7 separate regions of the Mus musculus genome follow, and all the other regions are linked to region 4. A link is a contact called in public HiChIP or PLAC-seq, Micro-C, capture Hi-C and promoter capture Hi-C data. All regions are on one chromosome and are shown on one strand. The core of a region is the stretch at or near the end of the contact, and the rest is flanking DNA. Distances in the headings are between cores, read along the strand shown.

The links. Promoter capture Hi-C pulls out the DNA fragments that hold promoters and counts their contacts. A called contact is a pair of places that touch in the nucleus more often than the background predicts. HiChIP or PLAC-seq counts read pairs in DNA pulled down with a chosen protein or histone mark. Capture Hi-C pulls out chosen DNA fragments and counts their contacts.
Region 1: a contact with region 4 is called in a promoter capture Hi-C map of the C10 cell line, with 3 times the contacts expected there. The contact joins the enhancer-like site here to the promoter of Mrc2 in region 4. A contact is called at or near these places in 7 of 39 promoter capture datasets (the 3T3-L1 cell line, the C10 cell line, cranial neural crest and 4 more), 1 of 484 Hi-C or Micro-C datasets (bone marrow-derived macrophages), 5 of 115 datasets of contacts at active chromatin or transcription factors (the NIH/3T3 cell line, astrocytes, embryonic forebrain and 2 more) and 1 of 9 other capture datasets (embryonic stem cells).
Region 2: a promoter capture Hi-C map of liver shows a contact between it and region 4, with 4 times the contacts expected there. The contact joins the promoter of Kcnh6 here to the promoter of Mrc2 in region 4. A contact is called at or near these places in 19 of 39 promoter capture datasets (the 3T3-L1 cell line, the C10 cell line, cranial neural crest and 11 more), 2 of 484 Hi-C or Micro-C datasets (bone marrow-derived macrophages and nephron progenitors), 7 of 115 datasets of contacts at active chromatin or transcription factors (bone marrow-derived macrophages, embryonic forebrain, embryonic hindbrain and 4 more) and 2 of 9 other capture datasets (embryonic stem cells and macrophages).
Region 3: a contact with region 4 is called in a capture Hi-C map of embryonic stem cells, with 4 times the contacts expected there. The contact joins the promoter of Ace here to the promoter of Mrc2 in region 4. A contact is called at or near these places in 7 of 39 promoter capture datasets (the C10 cell line, the HPC-7 cell line, embryonic stem cells and 3 more), 2 of 484 Hi-C or Micro-C datasets (bone marrow-derived macrophages and embryonic stem cells), 9 of 115 datasets of contacts at active chromatin or transcription factors (the NIH/3T3 cell line, craniofacial prominence, embryonic basal ganglia and 5 more) and 2 of 9 other capture datasets (embryonic stem cells and liver).
Region 5: a contact with region 4 is called in a Micro-C map of embryonic stem cells, with 2.5 times the contacts expected there. The contact joins the promoter of Itgb3 here to the promoter of Mrc2 in region 4. A contact is called at or near these places in 1 of 39 promoter capture datasets (the 3T3-L1 cell line), 2 of 484 Hi-C or Micro-C datasets (adipose-derived mesenchymal stem cells and embryonic stem cells) and 1 of 115 datasets of contacts at active chromatin or transcription factors (embryonic stem cells).
Region 6: a contact with region 4 is called in a Micro-C map of muscle stem cells, with 4 times the contacts expected there. The contact joins the enhancer-like site here to the promoter of Mrc2 in region 4. A contact is called at or near these places in 21 of 39 promoter capture datasets (the 3T3-L1 cell line, 3T3-L1-derived adipocytes, the C10 cell line and 11 more), 2 of 15 datasets of contacts at CTCF or cohesin (the NIH/3T3 cell line and embryonic stem cells), 2 of 484 Hi-C or Micro-C datasets (bone marrow-derived macrophages and muscle stem cells), 24 of 115 datasets of contacts at active chromatin or transcription factors (the NIH/3T3 cell line, astrocytes, bone marrow-derived macrophages and 16 more) and 1 of 9 other capture datasets (embryonic stem cells).
Region 7: an H3K4me3 HiChIP or PLAC-seq map of forebrain shows a contact between it and region 4, with 10 times the contacts expected there. The contact joins the promoter of Dcaf7 here to the promoter of Mrc2 in region 4. A contact is called at or near these places in 11 of 39 promoter capture datasets (the 3T3-L1 cell line, 3T3-L1-derived adipocytes, cranial neural crest and 5 more), 4 of 484 Hi-C or Micro-C datasets (adipose-derived mesenchymal stem cells, cerebellar granule neurons, embryonic stem cells and 1 more), 20 of 115 datasets of contacts at active chromatin or transcription factors (the NIH/3T3 cell line, astrocytes, bone marrow-derived macrophages and 11 more) and 1 of 9 other capture datasets (embryonic stem cells).

The regions. Positions count from the first base shown.
Region 1 is chr11:105,822,549-105,825,254 of GRCm38.p6, forward strand. The region is part of intron 8 of Tanc2 (tetratricopeptide repeat, ankyrin repeat and coiled-coil containing 2); the gene reads left to right. Among named protein-coding and RNA genes, the nearest start is that of Cyb561, 120 kb to the right of the region's middle. Within about 2 kb of position 1,388, at least 57 of the 459 cell types and tissues checked have an H3K27ac peak or open chromatin away from gene starts, as enhancers often do. A contact at or near this core is called in the NIH/3T3 cell line and bone marrow-derived macrophages, where this site is marked.
Region 2 is chr11:106,006,742-106,009,441 of GRCm38.p6, forward strand. Kcnh6 (potassium voltage-gated channel, subfamily H (eag-related), member 6) reads left to right here and starts at 1,407. Exons shown (of 13, transcript NM_001037712.2): 1 at 1,407-1,537; 2 at 2,242-2,472. The coding sequence starts at 1,462. Ace3 (angiotensin I converting enzyme (peptidyl-dipeptidase A) 3) reads left to right here. Exons shown (of 15, transcript NM_001101453.3): 15 at 209-809. All of the region lies in intron 2 of Gm35971 (a long non-coding RNA gene), which reads right to left.
Region 3 is chr11:105,966,687-105,969,386 of GRCm38.p6, forward strand. Ace (angiotensin I converting enzyme (peptidyl-dipeptidase A) 1) reads left to right here and starts at 1,262. Exons shown (of 25, transcript NM_207624.6): 1 at 1,262-1,559; 2 at 2,221-2,388. The coding sequence starts at 1,296. All of the region lies in intron 2 of Gm11651 (predicted gene 11651), which reads right to left.
Region 4 is chr11:105,291,375-105,294,088 of GRCm38.p6, forward strand. Mrc2 (mannose receptor, C type 2) reads left to right here and starts at 1,272. Exons shown (of 30, transcript NM_008626.3): 1 at 1,272-1,527. The coding sequence starts at 1,413.
Region 5 is chr11:104,606,638-104,609,337 of GRCm38.p6, forward strand. Itgb3 (integrin beta 3) reads left to right here and starts at 1,363. Exons shown (of 15, transcript NM_016780.2): 1 at 1,363-1,527. The coding sequence starts at 1,452.
Region 6 is chr11:105,910,472-105,913,171 of GRCm38.p6, forward strand. It overlaps Tanc2 (tetratricopeptide repeat, ankyrin repeat and coiled-coil containing 2), which reads left to right. Exons shown (of 26, transcript NM_181071.3): 21 at 2,441-2,616. Among named protein-coding and RNA genes, the nearest start is that of Cyb561, 33 kb to the right of the region's middle. Within about 2 kb of position 1,325, at least 12 of the 459 cell types and tissues checked have an H3K27ac peak or open chromatin away from gene starts, as enhancers often do. A contact at or near this core is called in bone marrow-derived macrophages and muscle stem cells, where this site is marked.
Region 7 is chr11:106,035,528-106,038,227 of GRCm38.p6, forward strand. It overlaps Dcaf7 (DDB1 and CUL4 associated factor 7), which reads left to right and starts at 1,345. Exons shown (of 7, transcript NM_027946.3): 1 at 1,345-1,734. The coding sequence starts at 1,597. Kcnh6 (potassium voltage-gated channel, subfamily H (eag-related), member 6) reads left to right here. Exons shown (of 13, transcript NM_001037712.2): 13 at 1-67.

The sequences.
Region 1 (2,706 bases), core at 138-2,637, 530 kb after region 4:
CTAGTGCAGTGTATGTAACTGTTGGCCTGCCCTTAAAGGAAGACTTTAAGGAATAGTAACTTGAATTAGCTTTATGAATTTTTTTTTCTGAAACAGGGTTTTTCTGTGTAGCCCTGGCTGTCCTGGAACTCACTCTGTAGACCAGGCTGGTCTCTAACTCAGAAATCCACCTGCCTCTGCCTCCCAAGTGCTGGGATTAAAGGCATGCACCACCTGAAGGAGTCATAATTACATAAAAAGTTCTATTTTTTTATTTAATCACCATTGTGTCATTGTCATGGGGCTCTACTAAAAGTACACTGAAACATCTCTTCACCTCAGTGAAGTGTTTCATACTATTAGAGAGAAAAATGGTCATTGGTTTTTGCAGGTAGAAGTAATACATTGTAAGATAGAACATTAAAAGGGAACCAAGGAGTTAATACACAATATTAATGTTCACATAGGGATTTCGGGTAATAGCTACTTATAGTGAGTTAGTGAATAATTATTAGTGATAAGGCTCTAACCTGCCTGTTGTTAAATTATAATCATACTGTTTTACTTGAAGAGATTACACGTTACTAATTAAAACTTCATTTCTCAATATCCGTTGGTTTCCTTAATCCTATACTAAATCTCATTCCATACAGACATTTAGAGACTTTCTGTTTAGTGACTTGCTGCGTTGGTAAACACTAGGATAGAGGGCAGGTGTGAAAATGGCTGTCTGGTTATTGGCACAAATTTTGTAAAACTGGCCCTGCAATGGTTAAGTTGGCTTTGAGTTCATGCTTTCAAAACAGTAAGTTTAATTTTCATTAAATGAAATGAGTACATCACAGCATGTATGAGTCCCTCACATTTCTGAAACAATGAATTCTTTATGAAGCTGACTAAGATGCATGTCATGAAACTGAATGCTATTGCGTTAACCCACTGACTCATGCAGCCCTGAGCTTGCTTAGTCATCCTGATCATTGCCTGGATGACTGGCACACTTACAAGGGAATATTTCCATCAGAATTTTTAATCACTGTTGTTTATTATTTTTATAAGCAACATTAAATGTCCTTCTTAAGTAAATTCAAAAGCTAGAGGAAGCTTACATTCACAAAAATTCCAGCATGTGACTGTTAGATAGCAAACTATATGTTCTAGTTTTATGACATCTCTCTTTCCCCATAGCCAACTCTTCTACAAAGTGCTTTAAAATTTGAAAATTCATAATTTAAGTTGAATTTTTTTAGCATCTGATAAAAACTAGACTGCTTTATTTGAGTAGTCTGGCTATGAATTTTTTAACTTTTTATTACATTTTATTTATTTTGTCAGGGTAAATGTGCTGTATCATGCATGTGGAGAGCAGGAGACGGCTTACAGGAGTCTGTTCTCTCCTTTGACTGTGTGTCCTGGGGACTAAGCTCAGGCTGTCAGGCTTGGCAGGAAGTACCTGCACCCACTTAGCTGTCGGGCTGTCCTTGTAGTTTTTGTTTGGTTTGGCTTGGTTTGCTCTGTTTGTTGTAACTAGTCACTAAGGTATAGCTGCTCTGCTTACACACAGGTCTGGTTTTTATATAAACCAATCCTACTTGGTAAATTACTAAATCTTACCATTAGAAAACTCAAAGAGCTAATACATAAAAAGTTTTTATAAGAGATGTTTTCAACTGAACTAGACTTAAAGAATTAACTTTCGGATTAAGATTTCTCAAAAGTATTAAAAAAAATCAATTGAAGTAACCCATAATGTCAATAAATTCACTTGGCTAATGTTTGCAACACTTTTGAGTTCATTAGAATAATTTAAGATTTATATGTGAAATATTTTTATGAAATAATTTCCCAAGATACTAATAAAATTATAGAACTGGAAATTTCATTTGCAAAATTTCATTATAAAATTTCATTAATAAAAGTTAGCTTAGAAATGTTACTCTTAAATTTCAAGTAATTAGAATAGTTTTGATACATCTACAAACAAGTATGTCCCATTCTCAATGCCAACAGTCTAATAATGTAAAACTCCAACTGAGTTACATATGTTGTAAATCTTTCTCATTTTTAAGATATTACTTTTTATATTTTCCCTATATATTAGGTACTAAATTTGATGAAGCATATAGAAAGTCGTAACCTTTCCAGGAACTGGGTTTTCCTTGTTTCTTTCATAATTCGCTGATGATTCTTGTCCTCTCCCAGAGAATTCCAATCAAGATTGTTTTTTAAACAAATATTTTCCTGTAAGACCAATGTTAGGGGCTAGGAATATAGCTCAGTTGGTAGAGTACCTACCCAGCATGCCCAGGGTGTGATTCCTAGCACATGAATGGAGGCAGGAAGATCAGTTTAGAGTCATCCTTATCTACATAGTAATTAATATATAATTCCCTTTTTTAAAAAAGAACTTAAAACTGTGACTAATTATTGGAGAAGCAGGAAAAAATCCTAGATAAGTCACAAGTTTTTGTCTTAGAAGAGAGAATACATAATGATACTTTACTACCTGTGTAAACAAATGATAATCAAGAAACTCACTTCTCAAGGAAGTAAAATAGTCTTAGTGAAATTTTCTAAGTTTGTGATTTCTGTTAACTATCCAAGTAGATGACTTATTTTTCCCCAGGTAGTGGATGTTGAACCTAGAGCCTCTTGTGTGCTAGCTACAGCCCTGAACCCCTTTTTATCTTAAGGTAGGGTCTCATTAAGTTGTCAGCCAGCATTAAA
Region 2 (2,700 bases), core at 157-2,656, 720 kb after region 4:
TCCCGTGGTGTATTTATTGCTATAATGCCGTTGTTTGTCCTCATTACTAGATGTTAGGTCCATAAGGCTCAACATGCGTCGGGATTACTCTTTGTAATGTGGAGACCAGAAAAATGCTTGAATGAATAAGCAAATGAATGAATGTCTTACTGCGTAAGCCCATGCTACTGACTGGATAGGAAATACTGTCCCCACTTCTCTTCCACAGCCAGCCTGCTCCCCACATTCAGGGACAGCCAAGACATCTCTGCCCCCCCAGGAAACCACACTTGGCAGCCCTCTCATCTCTCAACCACTGTGGCCAAGGTCCCCCACCAGGTATTGTGGCAAGGACACATCCCGCCCAGGACTCTAAGCCTCTCACCTGGACTTCAGTGGAAACCTCACTGAGCCTCCTTGGCCACCCCCTCCACCCCCCCATCCACTTTGTAAAGTTTATATTTCTGCCAGAATATTTGCTTCAAAGGCCTTCAAATTTCCTTCCGAACCTCAGACTTCTTAAAAACGTAGCTGTCCATCAATTAAATCTGGATGTTCAAACTAGCACTGGATGCTGCTTGTCATTTTTTTCTCCTGCATTTTCACCTCCTCCATTGGCCAGTTCAGCCCCTCTGCATTGACACCACCCTTGGGCCTTTTCCGAAGGTGCATGTTTCATTTTGAATGCTTGCTACTAAAATGTGGCTCAAAATTGGTCTTGGGACCCTCTGCAAAGTTCCAAGTCCACCAAGGTGCTTAATGAACTGTGGCCCTTCTTTTCTCCTCTCAGAAAACCCCCCTTTTTTTCAATAAACTTCACCCCACCCCAATTTGCTTTTTCTAAGTGTGTTCATTTTTAATCAGTACACAGACACTTTTACCAGTGGTCACTTGCTAATAGGTGGCGGCCATTTGTGGGCAAGGGGCCTAAGTGCCCCATTGCCACAGTCAGTCCCAGCGGTAAATCCCTGAAGACAGCCTTCAACAAAAAACTATCTGAAGCCCCTAACAACTTCTGCCCTCCTCTGCCTGGAAAACTACTTCAGTATCAAAAGGGGTCCAAAGAGATGCTGAGGTCTCTGTCTATTTGGACATGAGCAGAAGTTCTTCAGAGTATCCCAGGTTCAGGACCCCTGCCCCTCTCTCTAGGATTCAGAGCCCCTTATGGATCAGAATTTGCTCTTGTCCTGACCCCCAACCCCAACCCCAACCCCGTCTGCCTGTCACGTCCCTTGGCTTATTTCAGCACCACGACGCGGACAGCTCCCGGGCGCAAGCCTCGTGGAAGGAGGAGGAGCGCTGAGCCGTGGGAGCGGGAGGACTAGAGAGGGCGGGGAGGGCAGACGCTGGAGGACGGGCGGGGCCCGATAGCCCTCCCCGGGGGCGGCGCCCACCCCAGCCCGACGCTGCTGAGCCCCAGGACTGACGGAGACGCCAGAAGCCAGGGCACCGGTCACTCCCAGCAAGTGGTGTTACAGAAAGATGCCAGTCCGCAGGGGCCACGTTGCTCCCCAAAACACTTACTTGGACACCATCATCCGCAAGTTTGAGGGCCAGAGTAAGTGTGAGGTTTGGGGGTGTGGGGGACTCTCTGCAGTACGGGTTGGATGGCAGGAGCAGCCAAACTCTTCACTAACTTCTGATGGGGTAAAAGAAATGGCAGGGCTGGGGGCTGGGGGGGGGGGTAGATTCTGAATACAAAATCTTTCGTTTTGATGTCCCCAACACCTCCTCCATATGTGCTGTGTCTTGGGCATAATGCCACTCTTCTACCTGCTCACAGCAGTTTTCTTGGTGTTACAAACCCTGGCCTGCCCTCTCAGTCACTGCCCACTTACCCCTCCAGACCATTCATGCCTCTCCTAGAGGTTTGCCTGACTTCCTTCTTTTCACCCACAGAGCAGGTCTGACTCCCTGGTCACAGTCCTGCTTTCTGGTCTGGATCCCAACTATTATTCCAGGAGTTCTGGGGTCTTCCTCCCACTCTACTGACCCTAGCCCCCAAGCTTGGTTCCCACACCCCTACTTTTCTGCTCCCTGCCTCCTTCATGCCCCTCTGTGCTCCCAGAAGGAATGACCTTTCCCCAGGACTCTTGGTTCTTCCACCCTCCCTTGCTCTGTCCTCCACCTCCCTCATTCTGGCCCCTGCCTGCTCCTGTGTATAAATCCCCTCCTTGGCTGCCACCGGTCCCTGTAATCTTTCTCTCCCAACTACCCACTCCTGGCTGCCACGGTCTTCCTACCTTTTTCTTCCCACCCCAGGTCGTAAGTTCCTGATTGCCAATGCACAGATGGAGAACTGTGCCATCATCTACTGCAATGATGGCTTCTGCGAACTCTTCGGCTACTCCCGTGTGGAGGTGATGCAGCGACCCTGTACCTGTGACTTCCTCACTGGCCCGAACACTCCGAGCAGTGCTGTGTCCCGCCTGGCGCAGGCCCTGCTTGGGGCTGAAGAGTGCAAGGTGGACATCCTCTACTATCGCAAGGATGGTGAGACTCAGTTGGGCCAAGGGTCCTGTAGGCTACCTTTCTTGTCTATCATGGAGTGCCCTGGGGGAAGGGTCTGACCTAAGAGCCAAAGAGCCTGGACCACTTCTATCCCCACTCTGGGCCTTGGTTTCCTTAGTATTAGAGAGAAGCAATGAGAATTGCATGTTATGTCTTCTAAGGGACTTGAGATTGGGCTGAGCCAGCTATTGGTACTGGTATAGAACAGCC
Region 3 (2,700 bases), core at 12-2,511, 680 kb after region 4:
TGGGATCCTCTTTCTGAACTCCATAGGTACCACTCTCAGAATCCCCTCCTAACCCTCCACCAGTACAGCCTGCTTCCTCCAGAAACACAACAGCTCACACAAACCCACAGCCCTCAAATCCTGGGAGCCCAAGCAATATGGACCACCTAAGTTCTCAGCAGGTGGCCCCTTGCTCCTTCCTCCTTTCTCCATCTCTACCCGTCCCCTGGGACCTCTTTGGGAGCAAGTCACCTGACAGGCCAGCACAGTCTCACTCTGAGTCCTTGCAGGTCACACAATCTCCCATGTGAACTCCATCACCCCATCTGGCAAGGACAAGGGTCCGCCCACCTCTTTGGGGGCACAGCCCTGGTGCTCAGAGGTTAACTTCACAGGCTGCTGATGCATTTAGAGGACCTGATTCTCCTTCCCCCAGGCCTGTCACTTTGAGGGACGGGTGGAGGAGACAGGGAAATGACTGGGAGTGTGGAGACCTGAGGTGACTTGAAGCCAATCTGTCTCAGGGGTAATTTCTCCATTTTTAAAAAGCAGGGGGTTGTTGTAATCTCTAAGGCACATTTTTTTTTAGCTTTCAGAGCGTGCAACTGCGAGGTTCTAGGGCTCTGTTGGGACCACACATGATGGTTCTTGTGAGTTGAACAGCTGTGTATCCAAAGAGTAGGGGCAGGCATGCCAGTGCTGATGGCCTAGTCTATGGCTCCCCCTCATAGAGCAGAATAGACTCTATTTCGAGGCATCCCAACAACCGAAGCCCAAGGTGAACTGGTTGCTGACATCTGCAGCACCTAGCCAAGGCGCCTGTCAGGACAGCTAAACTTCCCGCGCCCACGCAGGCGACCCCTTTCCTCCATGACCTGGCAACCTTAAGTCCATCCCGGTGGCACCAGCCTGCCACCCCCGCCCCCTTGTCACTCAAGAGCCCGGAAAGGCTTGGAGGGTTATGCCAAGCCTGCTGGGCTCTGTGGCCTGAGACTACGTGGTGGCGGCCAGAGGGCACGGTTGGGCCGCAGCAGTGTTTGCAGCGGGCAGGGACCCTTTTCTAGCTTCCTCTGAGAGAGCCCGATCTAGCCCCATTTCTCCATCCAGGCTGCTCCCTGGCCCCACAGGGCTCTCCTTGCCCAGGGCGGGCGGGGAATCAGCCGGGTTCGCGCTGCCGGGGACTTTGGAGCGAGGAGGAAGCGCGGAGGGGCGGGGAGGTGGGGGTGTGTCGGGAGGCGGTGGTGGCTGGGTTTTATAATCCGCAGGGCGGTCGCGGCACGAGAGAAGGGGCAGCGCCGCACCGCGCGCACCGCGCCATGGGGGCCGCGTCCGGCCAGCGGGGGCGGTGGCCGTTGTCGCCTCCGCTCTTGATGCTGTCGCTGCTGGTGCTGTTGCTGCAGCCGTCGCCCGCCCCGGCACTCGACCCTGGATTGCAGCCGGGCAACTTTTCCCCGGACGAGGCAGGGGCGCAGCTTTTCGCTGAAAGCTATAACTCGAGTGCCGAGGTGGTGATGTTCCAGAGCACCGTGGCCAGTTGGGCGCACGACACCAACATCACGGAGGAGAACGCGCGACGCCAGGTGGGTGCCCGGGCCCGGGCGGGGGCGGGGCGCAGCAGGACGCAGCGGCCAATCACAGGCCTGCGGTCCGTCGCCTAGGGCGGACAGCAGACGCCAGAACCCCCCCGCCCCCCAGCCTCAACCCTGAGCACTGAGGTCCCTAATGGGACCCCTGCCATTAGGCCGGACCCTCCCACCCGCTCTGCGCATTAGACAGGCAATGATGCTCCAGTACGGGCTGGGCACGTGATCCAAGCCAACACAGGAATGGAGTGGATGAAGCTGGCTCCTCAGAGGCCAAAATCCTCCCGAAGCGGCATCAAGGGTTGGGGCGATGGCTGTCTGCGTACAGGGTACCCAGCTTGGCTGCAGAGCCCTTGCCCTCTGGCATTTGCCTGATCTCCTGTTGAGTTTCTTTCCCTGGCCCTCCACTCACTGTCCCCTACTTTGGCCCCAATTTTCTCCTTCATTGTTCCCTTTGAACTAGATTCCCACACTTTCCAACCAGAGGGCTCAGGAGGAGGGGTGCTGCCCCTGCAAGCTCATCCCCAGGACAGGATCTCTGCAGGAACAAGGGGTCCGGAAGCCCTTAGCCTACCACTGCTCTCTCAGTTCTGTAGTCTCTCCTACCTGAGCCTCTTTCTAAGCTGGGCTACTCTTTCTACCCTCCTGGTGAGCACAGGAGGAAGCGGCCCTGGTCAGCCAGGAGTTTGCAGAGGTCTGGGGCAAGAAGGCCAAGGAGTTGTATGAGTCCATTTGGCAGAACTTTACTGACTCAAAGCTGCGAAGGATCATCGGATCTATTCGGACCCTAGGACCTGCCAATCTGCCCCTGGCCCAGCGGCAGCAGGTGGGTCTGAGGGTGGAGGCAGAACTTGAGCTCCCCGGGTGCCTATTGTGGTTGGGAAAGCAGCCCGGCAGACCGGAAGGGACTGATAGTCTGTTTGGACCTTGGCTATCAGGAATCTGGGGAGACAGAGTGCTGTTCATGGGCTTTTCCCTCCAGATGCATGGTGTGACAAGTCACTTTGTATTGTGGAGTAGAAAGCCAAACGCGGGAGCTGGCGGGTAGCTGAACTAGTGTGAGGCCCTGGAGTTCATACTCAGAATTGTATTGCACATACAAAGAGAGATGTGCTCTCTCTCTCTCTCTCTCTCTCTC
Region 4 (2,714 bases), core at 22-2,521:
TCAGTTGGCAGAGTTCAGAAGGGCTAAGGTGGAGCCTCCCTGGAGCAGAGCCTTTATTGCAGAGATACAGAAAGAGTACCTACAACAGGAGTCATGAAAAGTCATGTTTGTTATTTCAAAAAAAAAAAAAAAAAAAAAAAAAAAAGCCCCTCAGTGGCCAGTCCAGGAAACAATAAAACTTATATTACAGTTTTACAGTGTTTTGATCTCTTGTGATGGGAGAAGGTGAGTCTGCTTTGTGCTGTTGGACTCCAGAAATCTCAAGCCTGTTCTCAGCTGGAGCTCCCAAGCATCACTTTCAAGACTGGGAAATCAGAGGTTAGGTGTCGGCTGCTCTCCAAAATCCAGATTCTCAGCCCAGTGCTTTGCTCTGCCATCTGACCTGTTGCATAATGCTAAGTAACTGGATTGTCTTCATGAAATTTCCGTTTTGTTCTTTGCTACCGGCCAGCAGCCCAGCTGGTGGGAATGATGTAGGTCTTCTGGGACATCCAGTGGACCGCTTTTGTCCCAGGTCTCTGGATACAGCGGCCCCTATCAACTCAAGTGTTACATTCTTTGTGCCAGGGACACTGACACAGGAGTCACACATGCTGAAACAAGATGATCAAGAATTGTTTGCGCTGCTCACAAGCAACAGGAGCTCTACCTTCCCCTCCCCCAACCTCCGCACGGGTGGCGCGGAGTTCTGAGCTCCTCCTCTTCCCCATCAGAAATAGGGGAGGGGGGTCTTAGGAAAGGAAATAGCTGATGCTCAGCGCCTAAAACCTGGCAGAAGAGGCTGGATGGAGGGGATGCTGGGGGCCCAAGACTGGCCACCTGAGTCAGTCGCGCATCCCATCCTTCGGCTGGCCAGGCCTCGCAGCAGCCCAGGCTTCGCCACGCGGTGAAGTTCTGCGGAAAGTTTTGCAGTTGCTTCGCCTCTCGCGCCAGCAGGAGAAGCTGTGACGCAGCGTCTGGGGCTCCAGGCCCGGTCTGAAAAGAGAGGGTAGACAAGGCGGGAAGGAATTAAGAAGCAGAATAGGGGAAGATAAAGAGCGCACACTGGGATCCTTGTGGACCTCGCTGATCCTCTTCTCCAGCCTTCGCCTCCTCTCCCTCCCGACACGCACTCCCTTGCGGCCGGGTCCCCAGCCCTGCGCCCCCGCGCCTCCTCCGTCCCCTCCCACGCTGCCCGCTTCCCTTCCCCTCTGCCCCTCAAACCCTCCTCCAGGGTTCTGCGCTCCTCCCTCCGCCCTCCCTCTGCGGGGCCTGCCTCCTCCCTCCTCCTCTCCGGGAGGCATCACTTCGTCCGGACCCGGAGGAGGATGCGATCCCCTCGCCGGCGGTCATCTGAGCACAGCGCTAGGGCTGTCTCTGCACGCAGCCCTGCCGTGCGCCCTCCGTACTCTCGTCCTCCGAGCGCCGCAGGGATGGTACCCATCCGACCTGCCCTCGCGCCCTGGCCTCGTCACCTGCTGCGCTGCGTCTTGCTTCTCGGGGGACTGCGTCTCGGCCACCCGGCGGACTCCGCCGCCGCCCTCCTGGGTAAGGCGCTGCCAACTTGGCCAACTTCGGGAGTCGGGCCTCTTGACTTTTCCCTCCTTTTTTTCTCCCATCTTTTCTGAAGAAGTGCGTGCGTGCGTGTGTGTGTGTGTGTGTGTGTGCGCGCGCACGCGTGTGTGTGCGTGTGTGTGTGTGTGTGTGTGTGTGTGTGTGTGTGTGTGTGTGTGACTGGATTTTTTAAATTCGTCTCCACTTTTCTGGGAGCAAGGGAGGAGATGGGAGGAGGAGCGCGCCTGGAGGTGGGGGAGGACCTGAGTGGAACCAGATGTGGCAGGCGGCGGGGGAGGGGAGCCAAGGCACCGCGGCCTGGGAGGGAGAGGGAGGGCTGGTGTCCGGGCCACCCGGACCCCCGGCGCTCGCCCCGCGCTGGTCTGGGTACCTTGATATACAACCAGAGAGCCAGAGGCGCATTGTTTCTTACTCTGTACGTGAGGGGTCAGTCTGTTCAGCGTCTGGCAATGGGGTCTTTATGTTTTCTTACTTGGTCTTTAAGGACAGCTTGTGGCAGAGGACTTATGCACCGTTCGATCGTAACCCTGTGGAACAGTTTTGTGCCAGGAGAACCGAATGCGCGTGCGTGCGTGTGTGTGTGTGTGTGTGTGTGTGTGTGTGTGTGTGTGTGTGTTCGTTTCTCACTTTGTGTGTTCAATTCTGATCAAATTGGCACTTCTCCAGAGTGGACAGTCTTTGGTGCAAAAGAGTTTCTAAAGATACAAACCACAACCCACAGAAGACCAACCACACAAGCCCCCCAAACTGCACCCTTCTCTTTTCTGTATGTTTTTTTTTGTTGTTGTGTTGTTGTTGTTGTTGTCGTCGTCGTCGTCGTTATTTTAGAACTATCTGAAATGTGAGGTCAGACAGGTCCCTCGACAAGAACCTGAACACTCATAAACATTGATAGGGTAGATCTTGGGGGGCAGAGGCACTCAGAATTTTAAAAAATGTGCTGGGTGTTGCCTCCACATCCCCTTTTTATGTTTAATTGGGGGCTGGGTCAGCGGAAAGGGATGGGACAGCAGCTGCAGCTTTGTGCTAGGACTAGAGGGCCCCCTGAAGAGTCTGAGGCCTTTGCGGTGGCCTGGTGTGCTGTGGGCATTTGCTGAGGGGAAAGGTAGGGTCAGGGTGACCCACAGTTACATAGGAGCCTCCTCTGCCCTTCCCTCCCA
Region 5 (2,700 bases), core at 113-2,612, 680 kb before region 4:
CTGTTATGTAGCCTAGGGTGTATTCAAACTTGCTATGAGTCACTGTGTAGAGTAATGAAATACCGGGGAAAATACAATTGTGTCCATGAATTTATACAGTTATAAAGTTCATATCTGTGACATGAAATGATATAATATCCTGTTGTGTGAGAAGTCTGAGGAAGAAGGGTACACCTCTGGAGAGGACAAGGCTGGAGGAGGAGGAACATCAGACAAGATGGCGTGGAAGACATGGCATTTGAGATGTTTTGAAAAGTAAGTGGGATTTTCCAAATGGAAAGAGGAAGGAAGGTCAGTCAGATGGAAAGGCATGGGACATTTAGGAGTGACAAAAATCTCTTGGGCTAAGGCTGGGTGATGGATCATGGCTGAGTTCTTTCCACACCCTTCCTCCAGAGTCTGCTCTAGCTCAGGCTGGCTTTGAACTCCCTATGTACTCAAGCACTACCTGGAACTTCTGGTCTTCCTGCCTCCTTAGGCTGGAATTGTAGGCATCACATCCTGTTTCACGTAGTGCTGGGGATGGAGCCCAGTGGTTGCTAGGCAAGTGCTCTGCCGATTGCACCACATCGCCTGCCCTAGTTTTATTTATTTATTTATTTATTTATTTATTTATTTATTTATTTATTTATTTATTTATTTTACAACACTACCCTTCTTGCGTAAGGATGCACAGGCCCAGTCACTTCTTATGACATCCTGATCAGCTTCAGCATTTTGCACCTTTTGCACGTCTAGGGGTTTCCCATCTGGGGAAGACTCAAGGAAACTAGTGCAGGGGATAGGAACAGCAGCAAGTGTTCTCTGAGGAAAATACTATAAAGCTAGTGAATTTGAGTTGGAAGGCAATATGGTGACTGTTCTAAAATGATTCTTAGACACCTGCTACGGGCAAGCAAGCATTTACAGACAGAGGCTCTACTCGGATCCGTCTTTCCTACCACAAGCTGCAGGTGTGGTATTGACAAGAGGCTGCATAGAAAGCATTTGACAGCTGCCTGCCCGTTGAGGAAAAGAATGAAACCAGGAGGAAAGCAAACTGAGCCCGGTGAAGTGAAATAGCAGTGTTGATGTCTCTGCGGAGGTGGGACTAGCAGAGTCCAGGAAGTGACCCAAAGCTTTTTTTTTCTTCTTTTTTTAAACCGAGCACCCAGGCGCAGACACCTGGGACCCAGATGCACACAGGACCCCGGGGGGCGCGGTCTCCTCTAGTGAACGCGGGCAGGTCCTCGTGGGCGGGGGGCTGGGGAAGATTGCAAAGTTTACCCATCACACTCAGCCTCAGGCAGGGTCCAGGCGTGAGCCGGAGGGAGGGAGCGCGAGCACTCCGCCCGCCCCGCTGTGTCCCACCCACCCCGTCCCCTCCCTTCTTCCCTCCCCTCCGCAGGAAAAGCAGCTGCGGGTGCCAGGCTCGCCGTGGCGCGCGCGCGGCGTGAAGGGCGGCGGACAGGATGCGAGCGCAGTGGCCGGGACAACTCTGGGCCGCTCTGCTGGCGCTGGGGGCGCTGGCGGGCGTTGTTGTTGGAGGTGAGCGAGTCGGGTGCGCGAAATGCCGTAGGACCCTGGGAACCCGGAGCTAGGACTGAGAAGCAGAGGTGCGGGGGGCGGATCCTTCTTCCCGTGGCCTCGAGGGCGCATCGCTGGTGGCGGAGATCCTGGCCTGGCCCGGGAAGCAGAGGAAAGATGGAGATCCGCTGGGCCGTCCCGGTGCGCTGGCAGAAGGATGCAGCTCACCTGCTTGGGTGGGTGTGTGCGCTCTGGGTTGCCCCTTTCTCTGGAGTGCGCAGGACAATCTTCTGGCCGCCCCACTCCTTAAGGAGGAGCAGGGATTCGGGCTCCGTCCCTTCTGGGGCCGACCTCTCACCCAACACTCCCTGACTGTGTGCTGGGAGTCAGCACAGAGGTCCTTGGGGCTGACTTTGTCTCTCCTGCGTGTGTCCCACAACATCAGCTGCCTGCATCGTCAGCTTTCAGGCCCACTAACGCTGCAGGGAAGGGGAGTCATCCAGTCCGCAGAGCCTAGGGGAGCGGGAGGGGGTGGTTGCTGGAGGTCAGCTGGAGCAAGTAAAACCCGCAGTTGTGTGTGTGTGTGTGTGTGCACATGTGTGTAATACAGTCTCATATATTTCAGGATACCTCACACTCTGTGTAGTCCAGGGTGACCTTGCACTTCAGATTCCCCTGTGCCTCTACTAAGGAGTGCTAGGACTATAGACATGCACCACCCCTCAGGGTTTATATGCTGCAGGGAGTCGAACCCAGGGTCTCCTCATGGCAGGCAAGCACTTTATTAATTGAGCTACATCTCCAGACCCAGATGGACTATTTGTTAAAGGTAAACTTTATTAAGTTGACTTTGAAGTTAAGTAATCTAAAAAAAGATTTTGGTGGCTGCCTTCCTGACCCTTGTACGGTGGTACAGATGAACATAGACATGGGACAGGGAAAGGGAAAGGGGTTTCAGTAGAGAACTGATATTTGTCTTTTGTGGCAGAAGCTTCCAAGCGAAAGATGAAAACTGTGGTCTTTAGCCTACATTGAACAAGCTTTGTCACCACAGAACAGGAACCAGGCTCTCTAGCATTCTGCCCTGGAGATATTAGAGTCTCTGTCAGCTGCTGGTAGCCGTTGATGGGGAATGGGGAAATCCTCCAGGAAAGCTGATGTTTCTAACAGATAGGCTAACTTTCGTGAATTTAA
Region 6 (2,700 bases), core at 75-2,574, 620 kb after region 4:
TCCAGAGGTCCTGAGTTCAAATCCCAGCAAACACATGGTGGCTCACAACCATCTGTGATGGGATCCGATGCCCTTTTCTGGTGTGTCTGGAGACAGCGACAATGTACTCACATACAATAAATCTTTTTTATAAAAAGAAAAAAAAAGAAAACGCAAAACCAGATGCTCCTGCTCTCTTTTTTATTTTTCTCCTCCAGTTTTTTTCTTTAAGATTTATTTATTTTATTTATGAGTACACTGTCGTCATCAGACACACCAAAAGAGGACACCAGATTCCATTACAGATGGTTGTGAGTCACCATGTGGGTGCTGGGAATTGAACTCAGGACCTCTGGAAGAGCAGTCAATGCTCTTGACCGCTGAGTGGTCTCTCCAGCCCCTCTCCTCCAGTTTTTTAAACTAAAACTCCAGGCTGGCCTTGAACTCACATTTGTTTCTTGCCTCAATCACCTAAGTATACCTGGTGTTCTCTTGCATGCTCTGTGTGTGTGTGTGTGTGTGTGTGTGTGTGTGATGCATGTGTGTGTGTTATATGTACATTTGAATGGGCATATGTTTTATCACTATGTAGACCAGGCTGACCTCAAACTTGAGGTGACCCTTCTATCTTAGCTTCTAGAGAGCAAAGTTTACATGTATACCTTACCACCCCAGCCTGCCCACTTACACACTGGGGAGTTCTAACTCTGACACTCTCTTTTTCTTTATAGCCTGAGGGATTATTATGAAATCAATACATTCTGAACTCTTTATTTCAAGTCCAGACTTCAATGTTTTTTTGATGTATACCCAGTAAATATCCATCTATTTTAGAGGCTGATTTGCTGTTGCTGCTGCTACTGTTGATGGGGGTGGGAGTAGGGTTGGGGGTGGTATGGTGTCTTACTATGTAGGCTGGCCTGGAACTCTCTCTATAGACCAGGCTGGCTGCAAACTCACACAGATCCACCTGCCTCTGCCTCCTAAGTGTTGGGATCAAAGGTGTGCACCAACATACCAAGTAAAGCTGCATATCAGTTTGTCAGCCTGCACAGCTAACATGTTTTTTCTCTAACCCAAAGGAGGTAAAGGGAAGTTAAGACACTTGCTAGCAATGAGACCCTCTTTAGAGAATTAGGATATTGCTATTAAGCTATCATAATAAATTCCCTGTGGTGCTTTCCAACATACTCACACCCTTGGTAAGTGGGAAACTGCATTTTCTCTACAGGTGCACATGGTAAATTATTTCAGCCTCTTGCTGATTGCCCTAAGCTCAGCCACCTATGCAATAGTGGCATCATAGACTGCCATAGAGAAAAGGCTCGTCACTAGTAGCACTGCAGCACCACCTAGTGGAGTCTTGGATTTGGATCAAGAAGTAGGTAGAAAGGCGATTGAAACTATGACATCATTCCAGTTAGCCTTCGCTGTTAATAAACCAACCTTAAATATATATAATTATCTATACACAGATGCACTTTCCTTTAAGGGATCCAGCCTTCTGAAGAACTGTGCCCAGACCTGAACAGCCAAAGTTGAATAGGAAGACTGGCTTCTCTTAAGAGACTTGCTGTGTCTTTAGCTCTATCTTTTCAAGAAAGATTTGTTTCCACAACCTGAGACTCAAAGGTGGCTAGAATCAAAAATTGTGCTTGCAGGGTACAGTGTAGCTCTTGCTTCCATGGTACAAGTTGCCAAACAAGTCTGACTTCATAGGGAACAGACCTAGGTTCTTAAGACGTGGCACAAAGCCACAAACTGTGTCCAATAGAAGAGGCAGGGCCTCTTCAGCACTGATGACCTTAGATGACTACTGTGTTTGCTGCATGACAGCAGACATTCATTAGGCATAGATGACAGAGGTTTGTTCTTCCTTACCCATGGTCTTTGAACCTTTTGTATTTTCTATTTAGGTTTTCTTAGTTTTGTTTTGTTTTTCACTTAAGTGAGTTTTCACTAAGTAAGTTTACATTATTTGTAGAATATTGTAGAATAGGAACTCTCAAGCAATTTTATTTTTTTTTAAGTAATCTATAATTTAGAGGCTGGTAGTACAGTTTAGCTGGCTGAGTGCTTGCCTAGCATAGCAAATTGATTCAAAAAAATTGAGTCAAAATTCAAAAGGCTCCAAGTTCAGTCCCAGTACCACAAAAACTGAACTGGCACACACTTATAACCACAGCATTCAACAGATGGAGATGTGACTCAGACAGGCCTTGAACTCACTGTGTAGCCCAAGCTACCCTCAAACTCCTGCTTACTCCTGCCTATTTTCGGGATTACTGATATATGTCACCATGGCCAGCCAGAGCCAATCTTAAAATGAAAAAAAAAAAAAAATCTAGAAGTAAAAGCTATTCTTCAATAGTATGTATACCTTAAATATCAGCATTCCTTTCGGCTACAAACTTTAGTGTCCTCAGTCCTGTTAAAACAGAACTCTCACTCTTTTTTTCAGGTGCCTCCATTGCCCTGATGGACAAAGAAGGACTAACAGCCCTTAGCTGGGCTTGTCTGAAGGGCCATCTCTCAGTAGTACGCTCTCTGGTGGATAACGGGGCTGCTACAGACCATGCAGACAAGAATGGCCGTACCCCACTGGACCTAGCAGCTTTCTACGGTGATGCTGAGGTGGTAAGTACCTTTAAACAGGCCTCAGGAGAGAAAGGATAGGGGTGCTATCCACCAAGAATGCTATCTAGGATCAAATGCGAAATA
Region 7 (2,700 bases), core at 95-2,594, 740 kb after region 4:
TAACCAATAGAAAACTATGGACCAAATTTCCTGATATGCACAGAAATAAAACGTTTCAATAAAATACACACCTAGGTATCCAGTTAATTTTCTTTTAACTTTTATTATTTTGAAACAGATTCTCAACTAGCCCAGGCTGCCTCTAATTGGCTCTGTAGCCCAGGATAAGAGTGACTTTCTGGTTCTCCTGACTCTACCTCCCAAGAGCTGGATTAGAGGTGTGTAACACCATGCCTAGGCTCTATGTAAAAATAAAAGTGCCCAGTAGACTTGTTCATACAGGTGGCCATTACTAAAAGATGGTTGATAAGTGTATACTATTGTCCCTCAAGGCTTCCAAGTGTTTGTATCCATTAAAAATTGTATTTTACAGACTGGAGAGGTAGGATAGCCCTATGGGCACTGGATGCTCTTGCAGCAGACCTGGGTTGGATTCCCATCTGTAACTAACTCCAGTTCCAGGGGATTGAATGCCTCTTCTGACCTCCGTGGGCAACTGTTCACATGTAGTACACTTACTTATACTCGGGCACATACAAATACACGTAAAATTAACGTGTTTTAAAGTACTGCCTAACAATTCAATACAACCCCTTTCAATATCGTTGAAAGAATTTACATTTATATTGGTGTACCTAGATCCAGGTTTTTCTGCATTTCAAACTCATGGCATATAAGCATTTAAAGTTGGATTACCATTTGGCTTCTGAACATCCCAGAGGAAGAAGGTAAGTGACTAATAGCCAGGTCATTTGCAAATCGATCCCAGAATTCAGGAGTCTCTTTAGTGTCTGTAGGAAAGCGCAGGAAAGCCTTAATCAATCTAGCCTGTCCCTGGACGTTTCTATCATGCCTGAAAGAGAACAGTTAAAAGGTGGGCATTGGAGCTGGAGAGAGTTCCCGTTTGGCAAAGACTGAGGGACCGCCGGACATAGGGAGATGTAATAAACGCAGGTGGTCCTCCATGAAGGTAGGTTTGACAGTTACTGTCAGTGGAGAGAGGTGATCAGAACAGCAGCAGCAGAGGAGAAATAGCAGGCTTTACTCTTGGCCTAGAATTTGGATCAGTAGAGGGGCACACTTGCCCCCATGCCACCCACGCCCCCATTCACCCGCACTGCGCCGTTATCCCCTTGACTGACATCTTGGGTAGCCAATGATCTTTGGGACTTCAAAAGAGCCCGCCTCCAGGAGCTGGGCGGGGCTAATGAGCAGAATGACAAACATTTTCACCAATAGTAAGGAGGGCGCGGGCGCTACAACTGTGTCGACCAATGAAAAGAAGGAACAGTTTGGAAAGGACGTACCCGGCAGCCAACGCTCGTCGCCGCTGCGGGGTCGCGTGGCTTCCGTTCCGAGAGGGCGGGCCGGCATCCCAAACGGAAGGTGGTAGCGCTGCCCGAGCTGGTTTGAAACTGGTGGTCGGGCCCGGCCGAGTGTGAGTGTGTGTAGCCGAGGACCCGCTGGAGGGCTAGGCCGTTCTTGACCGCCCCGGCCCCGCCTCCCCTCGGACCCGCGGACCCAAGCCCGGGTCCCCGCCTGTCTTGTGCCCCAGCCCGCTGCCTCTCTGGCCGGCTCTGCGGCCCAGCCGCCACCATGTCCCTGCACGGCAAACGGAAGGAGATCTACAAATATGAAGCGCCCTGGACTGTGTACGCCATGAACTGGAGCGTGCGGCCGGACAAGCGCTTTCGCCTGGCGCTGGGCAGCTTCGTGGAAGAGTACAACAACAAGGTGAGTTGTGCCGGGGCTCAGCGTGTAGCCGGCGGGGAACGCTCGAGGTGGGCGGCAGCCCCGGTCCCCACAACTCTCCTGCAAACTCGCCTTGACCACAACAAGGGGGTGGGTCCTCTGTGGTCCTGTCGCTGAGGTTGTCACACTCGTTGCCTCTTATTTAGTTTTGACAGCCGGGGGAAACCGAGGCACGGTGTTGTGACATGCCTGAGGCAGATAAGATTTTCGATGGTAGTAGCAGGTTTCAGATCGGAGTCACACCCCCAAAGCTATGTCCTCCGTCCCTCTCATTTCCCCCACTCCTGTCGCAGTGCTTCTGTTGCTAGGTGGGGGGCGGGAGAGAGGCAGTGGAGGAAGATGCGGCGCTTGGATTGGTGGTCGTGCATTCCTGGCCACGCGAGATTTCTGTTAGGGCTATTTATTGCAAGATCTTCCCCATCTCAGGTGTTTCTCATGGATACAGAGCCCTAATGCTAGGTTGTCATTGGTCATTGGTTTTGCTCCTTGATGTTCACCCTCCCCCAAACAGCCTATCCTTGGAAACCTTAGTCTGTGGCATTATCCCGCCATTATTTCTGAATAGAGAAAGATGACGTTTGACCTGTTCTTTTCGTGGTTCTTTACACATTCATTTGCAGCATTGCTGGACATCATCACTTCATCAAAACACTGGCAGAAGGAGAGAATTTTTATATGCAGGGTATAGGTTTGAAAGTATTGAGAAGAATTTTCTTTCCCTAATCTCTTACCTTCATTCTTTTGTTGTAATTTGAGTTAAAAAAAAAAAAATGAATGACAGTAATCAGAGATACTGAAAGCTTTGGCCAGTGGTATTTATAGCCAGTACTCTGCCTTACTCTTATGAACATCAGACTGGAGACAAATGACAAGATGGTGGGAGCAGTGGAAGAAGTAGGTGGTCTAGGATTTAGCTATAAGGCATTGAACAAACCAGATTTTATTATT